Linked DNA regions of Mus musculus: region 2 is linked to region 1. Evidence: chromatin contacts called from public promoter capture Hi-C data. All regions are on one chromosome and are shown on one strand. Each heading gives the region's core, a stretch centred on a gene start, on an enhancer-like site or on the middle of the called end of the contact. The rest is flanking DNA. Distances are from core to core; before and after follow the strand shown. Region 1 overlaps Tmco4 (transmembrane and coiled-coil domains 4). Region 2 has its middle 40 kb from the start of Iffo2.

Region 1 (5,837 bases), core at 2,817-5,316:
CTCAGGGTCTTGGGCATGCTAGGCAAATGTTCTACACCAGTCCCAGAAATGCTTGACACTTGGCACTATTGAGCTGTACCAGGAGGACACTGTGAGTCCAGCCAGCACTAGATGCACGAAGTGCACAAAGACTCTTTTTAGTATTGCTCTGTTTTGTTTTGTTTAAAGGTGAAGGCTTCTCTGTAGCCCAGGCTGGTCTCACATTCTCAGTCGCCACTCCCCCACCCCAGCTGTATCCTGAGTGCTGGATTACACCCGTGCACTGCTGGACTGTCCCTAAAATTACTCTTCATGATGTCATGGTCATCCTACCAGTTGTAAGATGGTTCTGCCAAGACCGAGGCACACGTGCACATCCTCTTTAATAAGTCATGGTAACGGCTGCCCTCTGAGCTGGGGCTGGGGGCAAGGCTGGGAGCTGCCTGCTGCTCTGCAAGAGCTGCGTGCTTTAACACACACACACACACACACACACACACACACACACACACACACACACACACACACACACACACCCCCCGAGTCCTCACAGGCCACATAATGTATCCACCAGCCTACCCATTGTGCTGCTACCTCCCTGTCCACCAGTGCCCCTGATAATTAATTTCCTGGAACATTCCTTATTTATCCCTGCTCTTTCTCTAATGAAAAATCAATGAAAGAGAAGTCACATTATGCTTCAGGCCCAGCCTTGAATTACCTGTGGCCGGGGCAGAGGGCGCAGAGATCTACTTCAGAGGCTGTCCCCAGAGCTGCCTCCTCAGACACAATGCCAGCCACGTGCCTGCACATATACATGCCTATGTCACTGGAGGCGGCACAGCAGTCGTGAGTGGGCTGTGGATGATGCTTTGGGACTAGAACTCCACCACCTGGCTTCCAGCTATGTGGCCGCAGACAGGTTATCATGTCCGCCAACCCATATTGTCCTCTCTTGTAACGTGAGGACAATCATTGCATCTGTCTCCTAAGGGATTGTGTGGCTTCCACCAAGGATTGTGTGCTTGGAAAGGAAGCCCTGAGCTGGGAGCCAGGCATCCAGCAGGCACCCAGCGAGTTCTGCTACAGGAACTGTGCCCGGAGCCAGGCCAGTGCTCACAGCAACACTTCAGCACTTATTTGCCGGATGCTGCAAAATTAACCATCAATGGCCTGTATCTCAAGGACACAGCCAGGGAACTCAGCAATTGGGTCCCAGGAGGAACATTTCAGCCAGGCTAGCCTCATTCCCCAGAGCTCTGATTCTTAGGGGACAGGGGTGCAGTCTCTCCAGGAGGACTTCCCTCAGGAAGAAGAGTGTGAGGCACACACTGCTTCGGCTCTAGTGTGTGCACGTGCCTGGGACCCTGGCTTTGTATCGATCCGCAGGGGGTGCGTAAGAGTCACAGAGAGTGCATAGGGCAAAACTCAGGGTTCAGCTGCCCTGGCCCTGATTCAGAGTTCACACCAAAGTCCACGCTACCTTAGGTGGAACTTTGAAATACAACCCTGGCCTACCTGTTTCACTTCTGGGGCTGCGATTTCTTCCCTGTAAGTGGGGATAACAATACACACTACTATATGAGGTAACATACTAGGCGATAACTCACAATCTATATAAAGGGCCCAAAGAGCAGCTTGAATGACTTATAAGGATTACTGAGAGCAAATAAACAGGTCTCACCTGAGATAGCAACAATTTGATTTTGCACTGCTATTAGTGTGGGGGTGGATACAGAAACACACGTATGAGGTCAGAGGTCAGCCTTGGCTGTCTCCCTCAGTGGTCCTGTCACTGGACCCAAAGCTCACTGACTTGGCCAGGCTGGCTGGCCAATGAGCTCCAAGGCTCTGCCTGTCTCCATGTCCCCAGTGTCAGAGTTATAGAGGATTACAGCTGTGCTTGGCTTCCCTGGGTGCTGAGGATCTGAACACAGAGCCTCACACTTATACAGTGAGCACTTGGCTGAGTGAGCTCTCTCTCCAGCCCTGGAGACACTGTTGGTTGTCACATGAGATATGCTATTGACATATAACATATGGCGGTCAGGGAGGCTGCCTGAAATCCCGCAGCAGGCAGGACACCCTTCCACAGAGGATCCGCTGCCCCAGACTTCCACAGAGCCAGCTGTGAGAGCTGCCAGCACAGGGTGGTTTACATGTGCTGCATGGCTGGTTTTCACAGTTGTGTGGGCAAATAGATTGTGGGTTGCTATAGCATAAAGGAAATGATTGGCAGCCCACCCTGTTGCCAATATGGGATTGCTTTGTAACTATCATCCCCAGAATGTCAATATAGGTCAGTCTTCCAGGAAGTTCTGAGAAATGTGGCCTTCCATGGTGACTTCCTGGGAGGATTGCATGGGTGCTCATCCTGCCCAACACAGGGGGCAATTTAGTCTCCCTGCTGGGCAACTGCAGCCAGCCTCTGGAGGAGAAGGATGCTCAAAGTGTCTGCCCAGCTCTGATTGGGTGAGTTTTCTGAAGAAAGACCATCTGCCTATCATTCCTCTATTCCCTCTTTCTTCCTATTCACCATCCATCCATCCATCCATCCATCCATCCATCCACCCACCCACCCATCCACCCACCCACCCACCCATCCATCCATCCATCCATCCATCCATCCATCCATCCATCCATCCATCCATCCATCCACCCATCCACCCATCCATCCATCCACCTTAGTAAGGGTGCTTAGTAAGTGGTGGGTTTTCTTAATACAAACACAAAAGCAGTGCTGGTTGAGACACTACATTCAAAGATGCCCCTAAGAGAGAAGGAAGCCATTTGAAACCCACGCACTGATCCTGTCAGAGCCTGTGCCAAGGTTGCCCATAGTGTGGTGGTGTATGTTGGTGCCCCCATGTGCTCATGGTGGTTTGAAGTTTGCTGATGAAATGAGGAGTAGTCACATGGCTTTCTGGTGAGAAAGGAAACTGAGGCAGATGGAGGAGCAAGGCCAAGTCAGGCCCGTCTACCCAGTGGAGAGGCAACGGGAGAAAGCGGTGGCCTAAGAGGCTGGAGACCTGGTGTTGGTTGTGAGCCAACTTTTCACTGTCCTTCTCCTAGAAGGCTCCCTTCCCTTTCTTGACTTTGGTCTCTCCTGGTGACATGAGATCATCCAAATTGACCTGAGACCTCCTGAGACTCAGGTCTGCAAACTGAGGCATGTGTCTGAAGTGCTTTACTGGGGGCAGGGGAGTCAGGTGGCCACATGAGCCCCTAGGTCCAAGCTTGGTACAGAGTGCGTGCTCAACACACAATGTCTTTCTAGTCACTGGGATTATACTATCAGCTCTGGGTTAAATATGCACATCAAAAGCAAGTTGGAAACTTAGTCCTAATGCCTGTTCGTTAAGTGGTGGGACCTTTAAGAGTAGATTAAGTCTGGAGAGATGAAGGCTGACACAGCCAGAGTGGGTCCCAGCCCCATTCTGCTTTCTTTCTCTCTTTCCTGCCCTCCCTCACTCTTACATTTTCTGCCTCCGGACACTTTGACATGAAGGCTCTTGCCAGGTGCAGGTCCCTTGATATTGGACCCGGCCTTTCAGAACTTGAAGAAGTTGATCTTTGTTCTCTGCGAGTTACCTGGTCTCCGGCTTTCTGGCATAGCACACACAACACAGTTTAAGAGGACACCGAGCTGGAAAGTTCACTCACTGGGTAAAATGTTTGCTGTGCAAGCATGACAGCCTAAGTTCGGATCCCCTGAACTCAAGTAAAGTTGGACACTAAGGAGAAACGGGACGGGGAGACAGGAGAATCTCTGCAAGCTGGTGGGCTGGCTAGCCTGGTGAGTGACACAGGAAATAACAAAGGCTCCCTGTCCCAAACAAGATGAAAGGTGAAGACCGACACCTGAGGTTGTCAGCCGACCTTCACATGTGCACACAATATATACATGCCCTGTAGCATGCTCCTCCCACAACTGAAAATATAAATAAAGGACTAAAAGTATCCTCTGGACCAGAGCCTACAGTAGTCTTCCGGGATCAAAGACCGTTATTGATGACCTTGTGAGCCTGCTGGGGCCAAGACTCCAAATTTCCAGCAAAGCTCTGGAATGGAGATGCAGGAAGGATCCCGCCAGAGCCTCCAGAGGGAGCACCATCCTGCTGGCTGCATTTCAGACTCTGGGTTTCACAGAGGACACAGCGAAGTCAGGTGGCTAACAGGAGCCCCAGGAAACTAACGCGGGCAGAATGGGGCCCTGCCACTCACAGAGTAACTTTGGCAGATGGCATGGTTAGCCTTATCTCTGAGATGCCTTCCTCCATTACAAAATCAGCAGGTCTCTCCTGAACTCATTCAACAGGACTTCGCTAAGTGCCTGCCTGGTCCTAAGCTTGACCTACTGGAAGCTTCCCAGGGGTGGAAAAGGAAGACCAACCCTAAATGTGAGCAGTCACATCTCAAGGACTGGGGAGCAAGCCTGAATAAAGGGAGAGAGGAGAGAGTGAGCCAGCTAGTGCTTGAGTGAACACCCACCTTTCCTTGCTTCCTGACCGCCAGTGTCACGTGACCTTGCCTCATGCTCCTCCCACTACAACCAGAAAAGCTTTCTGTCCCCATGCTGTCCCCTCTAGGATAGATCTCACCCAGAAACTATGAGCCACAATTGTTACATCTCAAACCCAGGACAAATGGCCAAGGTGCCTATTTAGCATCTCAAAGCAGACCTGGCTGCCAGGTTCTCCCTGCATCTCTCAGCCCTTACCTCTTATGGGCATGGCTGGCACTGCCCATCTTCTACCCTAAACTTTTCCAGCCCAGGGTGGGCTGCCCTTCCCCCAGCCTCCCTTCCCTGTATAATTCAGCCATTTTGGCTATCTGGACCTTTTGTCTGCTCTGTACTCTCCTGGCTCTCCCCTCCCCTCCCCCACCTTCTCATGTGGCCCAGCTCAGGGTTGTGTTCACTCTGGACTCTCTCAGATGTCCCTGCCTCTGACTCTGCTCTCCCTCAGACCTACAATGAACCTCCTCCACCATGCTTGGAGCAGTCAGGCTCCTTCCTTTTGATTTCTTTTATTATTATTATTATTATTATTATTATTATTATTATTAAAAAATAAACCCTTTCTTTCTTAAGCTGGTAGATTCTTAAAGACTTTATTTTTTAATGCGATAATGTGGGTAGGTGTTTTGCCTGCATGAGTGTCTGTGTACCACGTGTGGTATAGAGTATCGGATTACCTGAGACTGCAGTTATAAATATGGGTGCTAAGAATTGAACCCAGGACCTCTGGAAGAGCAGCCAGTGCCCTTAACCTCTGAGCCATCTCTCCAGCCCTGATAGTCTATTTTTAAGTTAAAATAAACAGACAAACAAAATCAGGGGAAACCAGTCCTCTATTACCATCAATTATGCAGCTGAGTTTCCCACATCACTCTTACTTACTGCAGTGGATGGGCCTCTGCCCCGGAAAAGCACCTTCCTGCAGTGTCTGTCCGCCAGGACAGTGTCCTTGGTCACAGCGATGAGAAAGGCGATCAGTGCAAGAAACATGTGGTGGCAAGGAGGGCCACAGCTGTCCCTGCCAGTGTGGCGTCAGGGTGGATTGTAGGCCCGTGGAAGAGTCTGAGCTGCAGGCTAGAGGATTCTAGAAGCCTGTACCCAGAGCTTAATGGGCTGTTCTGGAGAGCCACCCATAAAAGGCTCCAACTTGTGAAAAATGCAAATGTATTTGGAAAAAAAGAACTGTAAGCTATGACGCTTTCTCTGTGTGAACTCAACTTCCCAGGAAGTGCTTTCCCCAGATCAGGCACTAAGGGGCACAGGGCCAGCTACAGCTGTTTAGCAGTTATGCTGGCTGGTTTTATGTCAACTTGACACCAGTTAAAGTCATCTAAGGGGA
Region 2 (5,217 bases), core at 172-2,671, 530 kb before region 1:
ACGCCTGGCTGTGGAAGAATGAACATCGGAAGCAGAAACCAAGACACAAGTGAATGAACAGACAGGCAAGAATCTGATGAATGAATGCCCGGCCTGCCATCCTGATACCGAGACCAGTCTGCCGTCTTCACAGACACCTGGCAGCGGCTCTGACAAACACGCCCCAGTTACTTTCCATCTGGTGCCTCTTGGCAAGTTTTAGCTGGTGCAGAGAGAGTTGCCCTTCACCGGATTCTTTTACAGGCACCAACCAAACCCTCTCCTCTCCCACATTCCTCCATATATTCCCCTGAACACTGAGTACCAGGACTGTGGGGTCACTGAGTTTCAGAGCTGGAAGGAATAGATGTCCAGTCCACTTGTCTATGTTCCATACATGGGAAACCTGAGACTCAGAGGGGGCAAGCAACTCACCCAAGGCCACACAGCAAATTACTGCCAGGGTTAGGGTGGGCTCAGACTCCTGCCATCCATGTTCCTTTTCCTTCATAAGCACAGCAGCACAGCAGGGACCTTATCCAGGTCTGTGAAACAGAACATACATGACAGATCCACCATGTGATGTCACTCGGCTATTACTGTCACTTTAGGGAGGCTGGAAAGAACTCTTGAGGTGGTCTCAATCCCCCTCTCACATTTCCGAGACTCCCCCTTATAGACCTTCTCCCCCACAGGAGAGTCTCTGGCAGGCTGGGGCCACAGTGAACCCTGCATGCCTGCAGATGGCTGTAGGGCTATGGGGGCACACATTCCTGTCCCTTGAAAACCATCAGAGTCCCCTCTAAGCTCTGAACTGGGTGGGTCATGAGTCGGCTTCCAGATGCTGCTATGAGGAACACCAAGGAGGCAAGGCAGGTTGTTCAGGGCCCACTGTCAGAATTCACAGAAAGCCCGGGCTGTGGGTCGCCAGTCCACAGGGGTTGACATTCTCGAATTAGTGACTCACAGGTAGGGGCGCTGGAAAGAAGAGACAGGACGGACAGACACAGACGGCAGGCACAGACTGGAAGGTCCAGCCAGGGCCAGGCAGAGCCTCCCACTAAGCAGCCTTGTAACCCCCTTCACAACTTTTACAGGCGGCCAAGCAGTACAGAACAGGGAGGCACTCACTCACTCACTCACGTCTGTGTTTCCACAGAGGACATAGCCAGCTGCGGTTAGGCTCCCTCAGCCCTTCAAAGGCAAATGACACAGAGGGGGAGGGACAGGAGAAAAAGAGTGCTGGCTAGGGGCTGGTGGTGACTGAGGCTTGGGGTGGGGGGCTGGGGACCTGGGTGACAGTCATGGGCACTAGGATCTTGCAGGGGCCAGGTGTCCCCTGTAGCAGCCGGCAGCCAGGTCCACTGGTGTTTGACTGGGCGCTGTTAACACAGCCCTGGTACTGTATTGGGCCTAGTGACACTGGGGAGGCAGGCTCTGTTGCAGGACAGAGCATATTCCAGGCGGGGCAGGGAGGGGTGGACATGCAACAGGCTAAGCCCAGCATCCGGCCATGGCTCGCCCCACTTATCCTGTCCCAGGACTGAGCATGACACAAGGCTTGCCAGAGGGGGGGACAGTGAAGTCCTTATTCCTTATAAAGTGAGAACTGCGTGCTGAACCCGTCCCAGCTTGGTGGCTCGGCTCATTCATAGCAAAGGCATCTCTTTCAGCCCTTTTCAGCAAAGCCTTTCTCCACAGTAGAGGTGACATCATCTTTTGGTAAACACCGCCTTGAGGTCAATTTCCTTTGAACTTTCTGCTTCTGTTTAATCTGCCGAGCTTTGGGGAGCCGGGGTGGTGGTGGTGGCTGGCAACCCAGAGAAGGGCAAAGGTCCCCGGCTGAATCACAAGCCCAGCCAAGTTCAACTCCTGTCTGACGCTGCCACTCTCTGGCTGCTGAGGCTTGACCCATGCAGGCTGTGTCTTGAGAGTTTGTCTTGTGAAGTCACCGTTGTGGAAAGGAACCTGGAGAATGCAAAACCCTGCACCCTCCAATCCCAAGGACTTAGCAAAAGGCTCCTATGTGTCAGGTACCACACTGGTATAATGCGCATGCTCAGATTTACACATCTGCCATGTATGCACACATACACGGTGGCGCATGAACATATGTGCACATAAAACACACATACACACGCAGAGAGAGAGAGAGAGAGAGAGAGAGAGAGAGAGAGAGAGAGAGAGAGAGAGAGAGAGAGAGAGAGAGAGAGAGAATGCTGCAATCTGGTGGACAGGGCACTTTTGCACTCTCAAGTCAAATGTGTCCATAAACTAAGAATAAAGCCATTGGGATTGGTGCTAAGCTGAGGTCTGAGCTCAGCAGTAGAGGCCTGGGCTGGGTCTCAGAGCTCAGCACTTGCCTAGCATGTGTAAGTGCGAGAGTTCGGGTCCCAGCACTGAAAAGGCAAGTCTGCAATGGAGATTTCCGCTAGTGGGAAGCAGGCAGAGCAGATAGGATGTTCCAACGGAGGAAGAGCTGATGGGACAGGAAGTGGGAAGGTGGCCGATGAGAGCTATGCCCCAGAGCCCCAGGCTTCTCCCTGGTCAGTGAGAAAAATCCCTCTGCTCAACACAGTCACGGCAGAGCTGTAGGCAGCAGGACACAGAGCCAGGAGCTGACCAGTATGAACGGGTGGCTTCGAGGGCAAACATCATGAAATGGTACCACTTTAACTAATTTGGAGCTGTGACACTGTCATCCCTGGTTATGGTGTGGACAAAAGGCCACAAACACATCTGAAGTCAGTCTATCTGACAGTTGTTTGCTGAGATCTGATGAGCTCTAGCACTGGTTAGTTTCTGTGACTTAAAATACTTCAGTACAAGCCAGGCATGGTGGCGCACACCTTTAATCCCAGCACTTGGGAGGCAGAGGCAGGCGGATTTCTGGGTTCGAGGCCAGCCTGGTCTATAGAGTGAGTTCTGGGACAGCCAGGGCTATACAGAGAAACCCTGTCTCAGAAAAAAAAACCCAAACAAACAAACAAACAAACAAAAAAACTTCAGTACAAGTCATTGGCCAGCCTTCCCACAGCAGGCCAACTTTCGTCTGGCTCACTCCCGCAAGGCATGGCACCCATGAAGTTGCCGGAGAATAAGGAATCCACAGCTGTGACAATCCACATCCTTTAACTTCTGGGGCAGAAGAAAATGCAGGTCCTCAAACCAGGTACCTTTTCTCTCACAAAAAAAATATGTCTAGTGGGCAGGCCTTGGCCAACAGTGACCTGTCACCTGACCTTGTATCAAGCATCAAGAATGGTGGCCAATTGCTCCTAGAAATATGAATATCAGGACTGACAGCTCTGGGAATATATAAAGCAAAGAGAAGAGGAGGAGAGTGGGAAGGAGGAAGAAAAGGAGGAGGAGGGGTGAGCAGGGAAGGGGATGAGTAGGGAGGAAGAGTGAATGGGGAGGACGATGAGAGGGAAAGAGTGCAAGTAGAGAGAAGGGTAAGTGGGGAGGAGGGGGAATAGGGAGGAGAGGTGAATGTGGAGGAGGGTGAGTGGAGAGGAGGGTGAAGAAGGAGGAAGATGAGTGGGGAGGAGGATGAGTGGAGAGGAGGGTGAGTGTGGAGGAGGGTGAGTGAGGAGGAGGGTGAGTGGAGAGGAGGGTGAGTAAGGAGGAAGGTAAGTGGGGAGGAGGATGAGTGGAGAGGAGGGTGAGTGTGGAGGAGGGTGAGTGAGGAGGAGGGCGAATGGGGAGGAGGGTAAGTGGGGAGGAGGGTGAGTAGAGAAGAGGGTGAGTATGGAGGAGGGTGAGGAAGAGGACAAGTAGTGCTACATCTCCTGCAGAAGCTTCCAATGTGATGCTGTCTTTCATGAATGCCAAGTTTGAGCCATTTCTACCCTTTTGTTTTCTTTAAGACATAACGGGTTTAGTGGAAGGATGATTTAGATAACTCAAGTGTCTCTCTACAAAAAGCTGAATTAGGGGGATGAAGCTAGAAACGGTTCCCTGTCCTCTATTTAGTTTCTTGAAACTAGAGTTAAGCATCTCACACCATCCCCTGGGCTCACAGAAGGAAAGAGACAGGGAGGGACGGGAGGGAAAGCAAGGTGAGCGTCCCTAAGCATCTCTGGCTCCTGTCTTGTGCCCCGTAGTGCTCAGCCCAGGTTACCAGAGGCATCCAGGATTTCAGATGCTGATGATGTAAGACAGCGTGGGATCTGCATACAACGGTGCCAATGACAGTACAGGAAAGGTTCTAGGCTGGACTCACAGTCCAGTCGGCTCCAGAACTGACCAGGGCCGGGCAGCAGGACTCCAGAAGCGAGAGAGCTCACTCCTCCTGGCACTGGAGATCCCTATCTAGATTAGCTCCCTCTCTGCTCACAGCCTTAGTGTTCTGGGCTGTGAAATGGGACAATATAAGCACCGAGCAAGATGAGACCTACAAAGACCCCCCCACCCAAGGCAGTTCTCAAGGGTGCAGAGGTTCACTGGATCCCCCAGCATCTGGGAAAACTCCTCAGGTACCATCAACAGTCTTAGGAGACAGGTGCAAACAGGTCTCTGGGGAACAGTGGTGGCCCGCAGCGGGAATTCTAAATGCAGGTAAGCCCAGGCTGTCTAGGTGCTGGGTGGTGCAGGCAACCCCTCCCTTAGAAAGAGAGTCACTTTAAACAAGGGCCAACCACACACTTAGCCACTTCATGCTCCATTACCACCTACCTCAGTTGACTAGAGCGATGCAGCCAAGCCTTGGGTTAAATAAAGGTTACCAGGAAATCCAGGGCTCACACTCCATTAGAAACCCAGCGGGCAGCAGAACCATTAGAGACCTGTTAAAGGAAGCCAGAACCAGGCTGTCACTGATCCAAGACATTCCACTGAGAATGCCTTCAGACCAAAGACGCGGAGATGGACAGCCCCAGGGAGCACCTGGGCAGCCATATTTACTGCTGCGTAACAAGATGCAATGGGAACGAACGGACGTCGGAGCTGGTTGAGAGTGGAGTGGGGTGTGTGCCCGGGATCACAGCACTCAGGAGGCTGAGGCAGGAGGATTGTGAGTCCAGAGCCTGGCTATATAGCAAGGCCCAGTCAGAAAGGGAAGGAATGGAGGTGGGAGGATGGGGAGGGGAGGGGAAGCAAAAGGGAAGAAAGGGAAATGGGTGGGGGGGAGAGGACTGAGATTCTGCTAGGACTGCGGCTTCTAATGCCCCGTTTGAATATGGCAGGCTGGCCTGGGCTCTGCCTACCTCTCTGGCGTTCCCTATGCGAAGTTTAATA

What was found. Promoter capture Hi-C pulls out the DNA fragments that hold promoters and counts their contacts.
Region 2: a contact with region 1 is called in a promoter capture Hi-C map of liver, with 2.0 times the contacts expected there. The contact joins two enhancer-like sites. A contact is called at or near these places in 1 of 39 promoter capture datasets (liver) and 1 of 9 other capture datasets (liver).

The regions. Positions count from the first base shown.
Region 1 is chr4:138,999,895-139,005,731 of GRCm38.p6, reverse strand. The region is part of intron 7 of Tmco4 (transmembrane and coiled-coil domains 4); the gene reads right to left. Among named protein-coding and RNA genes, the nearest start is that of Gm33214, 17 kb to the left of the region's middle. Within about 2 kb of position 4,066, at least 12 of the 459 cell types and tissues checked have an H3K27ac peak or open chromatin away from gene starts, as enhancers often do. A contact at or near this core is called in liver, where this site is marked.
Region 2 is chr4:139,531,830-139,537,046 of GRCm38.p6, reverse strand. It overlaps a transcript of Iffo2 not described here. Among named protein-coding and RNA genes, the nearest start is that of Iffo2, 40 kb to the left of the region's middle. Within about 2 kb of position 1,421, at least 97 of the 459 cell types and tissues checked have an H3K27ac peak or open chromatin away from gene starts, as enhancers often do. A contact at or near this core is called in liver, where this site is marked.